Linked DNA regions of Triticum aestivum: region 2 is linked to region 1. The links are chromatin contacts, called in public HiCAR-type maps. All regions are on one chromosome and are shown on one strand. The core of a region is the stretch at or near the end of the contact, and the rest is flanking DNA. Distances in the headings are between cores, read along the strand shown.

Region 1 (4,616 bases), core at 1,356-3,855:
AAGGTTCTTGCTTAAAAAACCTGAACCCCTTTATGCGGCAGGTGCAGCTTTCCATCAGTATGGTTGCCCTAACACAAGTTCATTGTTTCTCTTGCTCTTTGCGCGTTGCCACAGGGCTTGAAGAAAGCAGACCAACAAGCTATACTGGAAGACTTCAACAAGCACAGCCCCAGCATCAAGCACCCTACCATTACCCCCACAGCCGCGCCACCAGTTCCAACAGCCACAGCATCAGTCCCGATGGCACCAGTCCCGCTCCCAACCCAAGCCGTCGCAGCGTCACCGAGCATGTCCACCGCCTTGACGGGCGCCCTGGCCAACCGGGAGGATGTGCTCGCCCGCGCCGCAGCGCTCGGGCGCGGCGCTGCCACGACGGGGTTCAAGAGGTTCCTCGCATTGACAGAGGCGGCCAAAGACCGGAAGGACGGGCCGTTCCGTAAGCTGTTCAACGCGTAAAGTTTTGCCCCTGCTTGTTGATAGTTTACGCCTCTCTTTGCAGTGCACATAGCTATAGGAAATTCTTCCCACACCGTGTGTGTTCCTTGTGTGTACCCTGACCGTCAGTGTATAATGGTTAGATCTTTTTTGACGTGACGCTCCCCATTTTGCGGAGGAACTGGTAGCTCAGCTGTATTGTGGACATTCTGTCGGAGGAATAAGGTTCCATTGTATGTGAAGGCTCAAGATCGCCCATTATTTGAAGTCGCAATTGCACTATTTTCATGCATAAAATTTATCCCGAAAAGCGCTTAGGCGCGGCATGCTTACATTTGGACTCATTGTCAGCTATTTAGAATTATACTGCGCTACTTTATAATTCTGTTTGGGTGCTTGACAGTGACTTGGTGTGTATTTAGCCCTTGAAATTTTGGTAAGCAAAACTTAGGAGTCGAACTTTTTTCTAGATCAGCACTCCCTACATCCCATAATATAAGAACATTTTTCAAGCTAAAAATGTTCTTTTTCTTAGTAACAGCTAAAAATGTTCTTATATTATATTATGGGATGGAGGGAGTAGTAGTTTAACCGAACATTGCACGGTTAGTTTTTTTTTAAGGGACTTGACAGTGAGTGAACAACGAATCTGATCCTTGAGCAAAATTCACGGATTACTGTGACACGTAGCCGGCCTTTTCATCTTTTGGGCTTGGGCCTGGGCCATCCGTCTCCGGCCTTCCATATGCTTGAACGCAGGTTCTTGTCTGAAGTCTGATGCTTTGTGTAACAGCCGTCAAGCAGCTACTAGTTTTGTGAGGTCCGCTCAAGAAAAAAAAAAGAGCTACAGTAGAACAAATAATCAAGGTGACTTGGAACAATTACGAACAGGGTACCAAACAACTACAAATAATGAAATAATAGTACTCCGGTGCTTCCATCTTAAAAAAACCCGTCTATGGGTTGTCTGTACCGGTTTTCCGTAAAATTTATTTTTGCGAAAAAAACTTTCGATCTATTCATCAACTATCAAGGTAGTACAAAAAACGTCAGAGGTAAAAATTACATCCAGCTTCATAGACTACCAGGCAAAAAGCTATCCAAGATAGTAAGTACTCGGCGGTATACTCCTGTAGCTCCTTGATTCCTTACGCAAGTTAGAGCCTTAGCGACGACTACAAGCACTAGAGCGAGCCGAAGGCGCGCCGCTGTCATCGCCTCTCCATCAAAGGAGCGGGGCAAAACCTGTTGTAGTAGACAGTGGGGAAGTTATCGTGCTAAGGCCCCAGAGGACCAACGCACCAAAACAGTAACCGCCGCCGATGAAGAGAATCGTAGATCGGAAGGATCCAACTTGTTGACACACCAACATAGACGAACGAAGATTGGATCCATCAAAGACAAACGCCGACTGAATCCGCGAGATCCGCCGGAGATAAACCTCCACATGCCCTCCGTTGACGCTAGAAGCATCATCGAAACGGGGGCTAGGCGGGGAGAAACTTATTCCATCTTCACAGAGTCGCCGCCGCCTCCTCTTCCTAAGCACGACATAAACCATACCAAAACTAAAAAAAACTCTAAAAACGAAATCCTCCTGCCAGTAAGGACCGGCATTCACCGTGCCTCCATGGCCCCGAGGCCACGAGAGATGAGGCAGCCCGGCGGCTGCACAACAGGAGGCAACGAAAACCCTAATATCGCGTGCCTCACAGGAGTAGCGAAGGGGTACGCGCGACTGGACAACTCGCTACTTCTTAATTAATTGATGAGGCAAATCTTTTGGCTTCTTTTGAAAAAGAGAAACTTCGGTGCTGCCATTGATTGACCCCCAGTTTGGAGATTGCGCAGGAACAACTACGAACAGGGTGCCAAGCGAGTAAACAACACAGGCACACGGATCTCTGCGCCGCACCGATTGGCCGGCCCGTCCTGCTCCACTTCCAGGCGTGGGAAAGAAGCTGGGCACATAGGAGGAATGGAGGATCAGGATATGCTGCTCTCGTTAGTCGCTACCAAATACCATCTGCGCCCTGCCAAACGGATATTCTCATGTCATATTCTCATCCTCGCAATCATCGAAGCCGCCATCTCCCACACCCAGTCCACTGACCCGGCCCATCGTCACGTCACTCTGGCACGACAACAAACGAGGCCGGCTGGCTGGACTGGACTGTCTGCAATCAAGCAGAGACACGGCGTTTTCTTCTCTGAACAAGCGTAGCGCCACCCGCAGCCGTTTCAGACTTGACCAGCCGCCCGGTAAACATCATCGGTCGCACTCGCACGTCACGACGCAGATCCGCAGACCCGCATTTTCAGTTCTTATGTTGACGTGTCGATCCGCCCGGGCCCGTGTGGTGTATGAGGGCAAGGACCCGAAATCGTCCGCCTCTGTTCATTTGGGTCGGAACAGATAGACGGCACGGTCCAACACGCGACCGCATCCACATAATTCATCTGTGTGGCGTCCGGCCCGCTCCATTTTCGGTGCAAACCCGCGCCCGGTTTACGGCCGCGCGGACGTTGAATGGACGCGCACGCGCCGCCTCAGGCCCGCTTGGCAGCCGGCCACCTAAATCTAACGGGCCACATTGACTACGCACGGGCGGGAGGCCCCACCTAGCATCCACCTCGGCCGAGTGGTCGCTGTCTTTTTTAATGGGGAAGCCGTGGACCGGTGGGAGTCCACATTTCCACTCCCGGCGACGCGTCCCTCCTCGAGCCCCGACATCCAAACCCTAGACCGCCGGTCACCATGGGATGTCATTGGATCCCTGGCCGCAAGGGCAAGCACGACCGCGAGGCCGGGTCCTCCTTCGGCCATCGCTGCCGCTCTACTCCTTCACCTCCACCTCCACCTCCACCACCCGCCTTCCACATCGCGCCATCGGCGACCGGATCTCGCTCGCGGCCGTATGTCAAGGTGGAGTTATGCAGGCGTTATTGGGAGACGCGCACGTCGCTGCCGTGGACGGATGTGCACCTCCCCAATAACTGGCACCTCTCCGCGGATCGGATGCCCATTCCCACGATCCCGGTGAGCCGCCGGGCCCGTCGGGAGGAGATCAACCGACGTCGGGCCTGCCTGCCGCCGGACCTCATCGACGATTGGAGGTACGCCGTCGACTCCCTCCTGTAAGATACTTGGCTCCGCGACAAGCACACCATACGTCGGCAATCTTTCTTTGTCGGTCGTGCTCCGAGCCCACCGTGGCCGTGATCTGAGCGCCGTGCGCGCGCTCCCAGGCGCCCCAGCCGTGTGTTATGGACCTCGATCTAGGGTTGCAGGTGCGAGGGAAGGAAGGGGGAAAGGGGATCGGGTTAGAAGGAGGACGAAGAGCAGCTTCGTTCCTGGTTCACAGATTACAATAATACTTGATACCCTTTTCTGCTCGCTCGCCTCTACTTATCTCCTCACGGCCGCAGGCCACACACACACCCTCTCCTAGATGCTGGGTCCCCCGCGTCAGGCAGTTACGCGCCTTCCTTGGCCATCAAGGCTTCACCTTCTCGCCCCTTGTCCGTCTCGTCTTCACTGGCCGATGGGGCCCTCTGGTCAGCCGTGACATCTCCCCCTTCTTGCGTTTCGCCTTGTCCCCAAGGCGGAGAGGTAGGAAAGCGCCGTTGCAGTTGTTGTGGCTCTTCCCAGGTGGCCATGCATGGAGGCAGACCGCTCCACTTGATGCATAGGCGTAGGGCTGACTCGCCTCCGACGCGAACCATCTTGCTCTCCAGCACCGTTTCTGGTATGTGTTCCGCCTGCAAGACAGAGTGATCAGGTGGTAAAGCAGGACTCACTGGCACCACGGCCCCTTGAGCTTTCTTTAGCTGCGATACGTGGACGACTGGATGAATCTTGCTTGTAAGTGGGAGGTCCAACTTGTATGCCACCGCGCCAATCCGCGCCACCACTCTGTAGGGGCCAAAGTAGCGAAATGCGAGTTTCTGGTGTGGCCTTTGCGCGACTGATGACTGAATGAAGGGTTGTAGCTTGAGCAGTACCACGTCGCCCACAGCAAACTCGCGATCCATGCGATGCTTGTCTGCCTGTCGTTTCATCCGGTCCTGAGCTTGCTTCAGTTGTTGCTGTAACAGGTCGATCATAATCTCCCGTTCATGCAACCAGGCAGCCAAGTTCGGCACTGTGCACTCATCGACTTGGGTAACTCCAAACTCCC
Region 2 (5,152 bases), core at 1,196-3,695, 60 kb after region 1:
AGTATTACATTGAATAGATCTCCAAGAACATCGAGGATAACATGGTATTGAGAATCAAGGAGAGAGAAAAAGCCATTTAGCTACTAGCTATGGACCCGTAGGTCTGTGGTAAACTACTCACGCTTCATCAGAAGGGCAACATAGTTGATGTAGAAGCCCTCCATGATCGAATCCCCCTCCGGCAGGGTGCTGGAAAAGGTCCCTAGATGGGATCTCACGGGTACAGAAGGTTGCGGCAGTGGAAAAGTGTTTTCGTGGATGCCTCTGGTGGTTTGGGGATATTTGGGAATATATAGATGAAAGAATTAGGTCAGGAGGGTCATAGGGGGCCCACAAGGGTGGGGGCGCGCCCTCCGTCCTTGTGGCCGCCTCGTGGCTCCTTCGAATTCATCTCCAAGTCTCCCTGTTGTTTTCTGGTCCAAGAAAAATCATCGCGAAGTTTTCATTCCGTTAGGACTGTGTGGGATGTACATACGAACGGAAACGTTTTCCCTGGATTGACTGTGTGGGATGTACATAAGAACGAAAACGTATTCCTTGGATTGACTGTGTGTGATATACATACGAACGGAAATATTTTTCTCGGATTCACCGTGTGGGATGTACATACGAACGGAAACGATTGGGTTTCGATGCCTTGCCCGATCGCACACAAACTCATTTTACCCCATCCTGTGTGCCAGGAGGGCCTATCTCCGACGGTTTCTGGGTCGTGTGGGAAGGACCCCCCTATCGCCCACACCCACTTGGCGACGGTTCCAAATGCCGCCGCGGAAAGGGGTTAAAAACCGTGTGTATAGCACCTCCCTGTACCAGTGGTATGTTGTCTCTCCTCTAGTGGTGTTATGTGAACGTCGACTACATGACACTTCACCATTGTTTGGGCCTAGGGAAGGCATTGGGAAGTAATAAGTAGATGATGAGTTGCTAGAGTGACAGAAGCTTAAACCCTAGTTTATGTGTTGCTTCGTAAGGGGTTGATTTGGATCCATATGTTTCATGCTATGGTTAGATTTATCTTAATTCTTCTTTCGTAGTTGCGGATGCTTGCAAGAGGGGTTAATCATAAGTGGGAGGCTTGTCCAAGTCAGGACAGCACCCAAGCACCGGTCCACCCATATATCAAATTATCAAAGTAACGAACGCGAATCATATGAGCATGATGAAAACTAGCTTGACAGTAATTCCCATGTGTCCTCGGGAGCGATTTGCTTTATATAAGAGTTCGTCCAGGCTTGTCCTTTGCTACAAAAAGGATTGGGCCACCTTGCTGCACCTTAGTTACTTTTGTTACTTGCTACCCGTCACGAATTCTCTTATCACACAACTATCTGTTACCAATAATTTCAGTGCTTGCAGAGAATACCTTGCTGAAAAACACTTGTCATTTCCTTCTGCTCCTCGTTGGGTTTGACACTCTTACTTATCGAAAGGACTACGATAGATCCCCTATACTTGTGGGTCATCATGGGCGAAGAAAACTCATGTGTGAATAAGCCTGGCAACGGGAAGAATCATATCATAAAGCGGTGGTGCAAGGAGCCAAGGATGGATTCCTGGCTTGTCTCAGGCTGGCCTTATGGGTTTGAATGATGCACTTATGAATATGCAAACTGCAAGTTTGGTGACGTGAAGCGAACGATTAAGAAGGTTCGAAGAGAGTTTGAACATGAATGGGCGAACTTGTTTGTACAGTGGGATCTCTAGGCGTGAATGAGAGTTCTCACAATAGCGTTCCCGTTGAAAAAAATTCAATGCAATTGATTGATGAATTGGTTTGCTTCGCTGGGCTTAAGCTATCATGCCGTGTAGATGGATGGCATCTCCCTATTCCAACATCCCCGGATATGATTAATGCATGGAAGCTAAGGAATTTGGTCATTCTTCAGCCCAAGATGCAAGGATTTGGACTCCATCCGAACATGGCAGTTGGACTCTTATAATAGGCTTGGCTTTGGAAAACAGGCTTATCTTGGGCAAAAAAATGCCTGCAATTTAATAGAATGCATTGAAGGGCGGTTCTAGAAAAGAGCAAAATAAGATTGTTTCGGTAAGATGGAGGTCCAGAGGCGGCAAGGAGCTTTACTCGCGACCGCTAGGAGTTGTTGAGGGAAGGCGATGCTGATTTTTCCCCAAGGGTTAGCCTATAATTTCATTTTTCTAAGAAAATTCTTATAAAAGCCACTTTTATTTAATATACGAACTTTGGGCCTTTTCCGGGAAAAGAAAAGATCCCATGAGATGAACAGTCCCACGCGATCTACCTTAATCATCCACATGCCCCCCGCCGTTTTCCGGTACGTGCGCACGTTGCTGCAACGCGACAAGCCAGTCAAACGCTTCCCCATTTTCTTAAACGCTTGGTTGCGTGTGGCTCCGATCTGCCGTTTTGACATACTGCACTAATCTTCTTGAGGTACTGCCACGAACAACGACACGCTGTCCTTTTCCGATCAAGTAAAGTAAACCAGCAACGTTGTTCCTTGTTCGGATCGCGACCGGGCTATGGACAGACGTATCGCACCAATCATTCGATGCGATTCACACACACTTGGCGAACTGACGAACGGGCCCTGCTGCACCATGGTCCACTCGTTCACCCAGGACAAACAAAACACCTGAAGGCGGACTCTCCACTACGGTTGGCTGTTGAACGCTACACTGCATGCAGCACAGTGGCTTGCTGGATGGATTTCCGGTCAGTGGCCTTGAATGGCTACTGACTGGTGATAGCAGGATCGCGGCCGAGCATCACAGCCCAGATCCGGCCTCCATTTCGACCAGCAAGATCAGGTGCATGTGTATGTGGATAGAGCTGGGTGTGGGGCACTTCTATTCCAGGCGAATACAATCGGACAACAGGCTGTCTTGACGCTGAAATCAGACGCAGCTATTCCCACAAAAAAGGAAAAGAAATAGACAGAACTAGTTTTTTCTTTTCTTTTCTCAGGATTTTTTCCTTCCTGATAAGTTTTCTGAGGTGTTCTTGGACGGTTTACAAGCAGGGTTGGGGATGAGGATTGGCCAGCGCCTTGTGCCAGGCAAAAAGAAATAAAATGATTGATTGGCCAGCACCAGTATGGAGGAACAGATGCGCATCTACTCTACCTGCACCTCCCTGTCCAGGCCCTGCCTGGAACTTGTGTTTTGGTTACATGTACCCAGAAACACACACCCATGGTCCAAAGATTGTGTGGTTGTGTCACACCCCTGTGCTGTTTTTTTTCTGGGCAGAACTTGTATTAGGCACTGAGAGCAACTTCAACGTGCCGACCCGTTTTGTCTGCACGTATCCGTTTGGGTCAAAACGGACACAAGAGTCGGCCTAATGCGCCGACCCAAACGGACGCACGTCCGCTTTTTATCCGCCCCGTCGACCCATTCCCGGCCCAAATTTAGGTCTCATTTGCATCGGGGCGGAAACGAAACGGACGCGTGCGACGCCCGCCTACTCCTCCTCTGGCCTGCTAGTCGGTGGCACAGCCACCACCCTTTGCCCCCACATCCAAAAAACTCCCAGCCGCTTGACAAGGACGACGCGCCAACCCTCGACGCCGCCGCCGGCCTCGCCTCCCCCGCCTCCTTCGGCCTCACCCCCCCTTCTTCTTCGGCCCCACCTCTGCCAAAGCCAAGCCCTGCGCACCCCGCAAGACTACGGTGCCGCCCAAGAAGAAGCAGTTGACGCCGGAGGAGCGGGTCGTGCAGTCGGCCAAGAGGAAGGGCCGGATGCACGCTCAGGACGCGAAGCTCGAAGCCGTGGCCGCCGCCGTAGAGCAGGAGGAAACCAATGCCCGAGCCGCCACGACAACGAGGGAGGCCATGCTGTACCTAGGGCTAAACCCTGACCATCATCGGCTCGTCAGCGCCGCCGTGGCCACTCCCATTCTCTCCGGCTAGGGCAGCAGCTAGACCCATATCTTTTGATGGGATCACTATGGGCTCGTCGGCATTTCCTCGGGTGGTACTGCCAGAGTCACCACGCGCGTCTGCCACGCAACCGATTCCCGACCTCCATGTCTTTCCACGGGCCACCCGCTTCTCCGAGGAATGCTCGTCAGAGGTGGGCATGGTGGCGCCGTCCACGCCCGCGGCCATGCCTATCGACCTCAACGCCACACCGGAGGTCGGTGGACCATCCTCCAGAGGGGCGAGGAAACGCCCGCGGGATATGCCAGCCGACAAGCTTCCCGACGCCCGCAACCTGTTTGATAGAATGCCGACCACCGGTGACGATGAGACGGCCAACCGTTTCATCATCTAGAACATCATCTTCGAAGGCGGTGCGGGAGCCGCTGCCTCCGCACGCGGTGCGGGCACAACTGCCTTCGAACCCGATGAGACCCAAAGCCAAGACGGTCGAGTGCCCTTCATGCCCACCACCTTTGATCAAGCTGGCATGGACGATCCTTATTGCAAGACCAGGTTGGCATGGGCAGCACCTTCCTGCTCGACCACGAATTCCCGGAGGACTACGGCCTTGAGGAAGAGGATAAAGTGGACATCGACGGGGAGCCTTTGTTCGAGGACGAGCTCGCCAACCAAGCCGGCGCAAACACTAAGCGCAAAAGCTAGCAAACGAAGATGGAGATCATGAAGGTGTACTTGAGCACGGTGTCACCGAGGAAGAGGTCATGGTTTGAGAAGATGCAGGCCGACATGCTCAAGTTCGATGACGAGTGATCCATGGCGGAGAGCGCCCTCCTTTTTTTGTAGGCCGGCAAGTGTGCTCGCATGACCACGGCCGAGATGGTGTGGTTGACCTCCCACCCCTTTTTGTGTGTTGGCATGTGTGTCGGTCGCTGGCAAGTTCTTCAACATGAACTGTGTGGTGGTTTTTTTGGAGGCTGGCATGACACCGACATGAACTCTGGGCGATGGCATAGCTGCTGACATGATCTATGGCTGTCGGATTCAGGGTTCCGCAGACCCTTGAGAGGTTCGAACTCTCGGGTGCGTGCGAAAAACTCTCCCTCCCCAGTCTGTCTGCTCAACGATTCCAAGGCCTAGCTCGACGAACCCAAGAGACACAACAGTTTACCCTGGTTCGGGCCACCTTGCGGTGTAATACCCTACTCCAGCTTTTTGGTGGATTGCCTCGAAGGGCTGAGGATGAATTAGTACATTGGTTGAACGACCTCAGGAGGTGAGGTGT

Evidence for each region. HiCAR-type assays count read pairs that join an accessible place to other places.
Region 2: a contact with region 1 is called in a HiCAR-type map of leaf, with 4 times the contacts expected there. The contact joins two enhancer-like sites. A contact is called at or near these places in 1 of 5 Hi-C or Micro-C datasets (leaf) and 1 of 1 datasets of contacts at active chromatin or transcription factors (leaf).

What each region holds. Positions count from the first base shown.
Region 1 is chr3D:499,554,561-499,559,176 of IWGSC CS RefSeq v2.1, forward strand. LOC123079982 (vacuolar protein sorting-associated protein 53 A) reads left to right here. Exons shown (of 24, transcript XM_044502826.1): 23 at 1-3; 24 at 115-702. The coding sequence ends at 456. Among protein-coding and RNA genes, the nearest start is that of LOC123079982, 10 kb to the left of the region's middle. Within about 2 kb of position 2,606, at least 1 of the 8 cell types and tissues checked has an H3K27ac peak or open chromatin away from gene starts, as enhancers often do. A contact at or near this core is called in leaf, where this site is marked.
Region 2 is chr3D:499,614,931-499,620,082 of IWGSC CS RefSeq v2.1, forward strand. No RefSeq gene overlaps it. Among protein-coding and RNA genes, the nearest start is that of LOC123079982, 71 kb to the left of the region's middle. Within about 2 kb of position 2,446, at least 2 of the 8 cell types and tissues checked have an H3K27ac peak or open chromatin away from gene starts, as enhancers often do. A contact at or near this core is called in leaf, where this site is marked.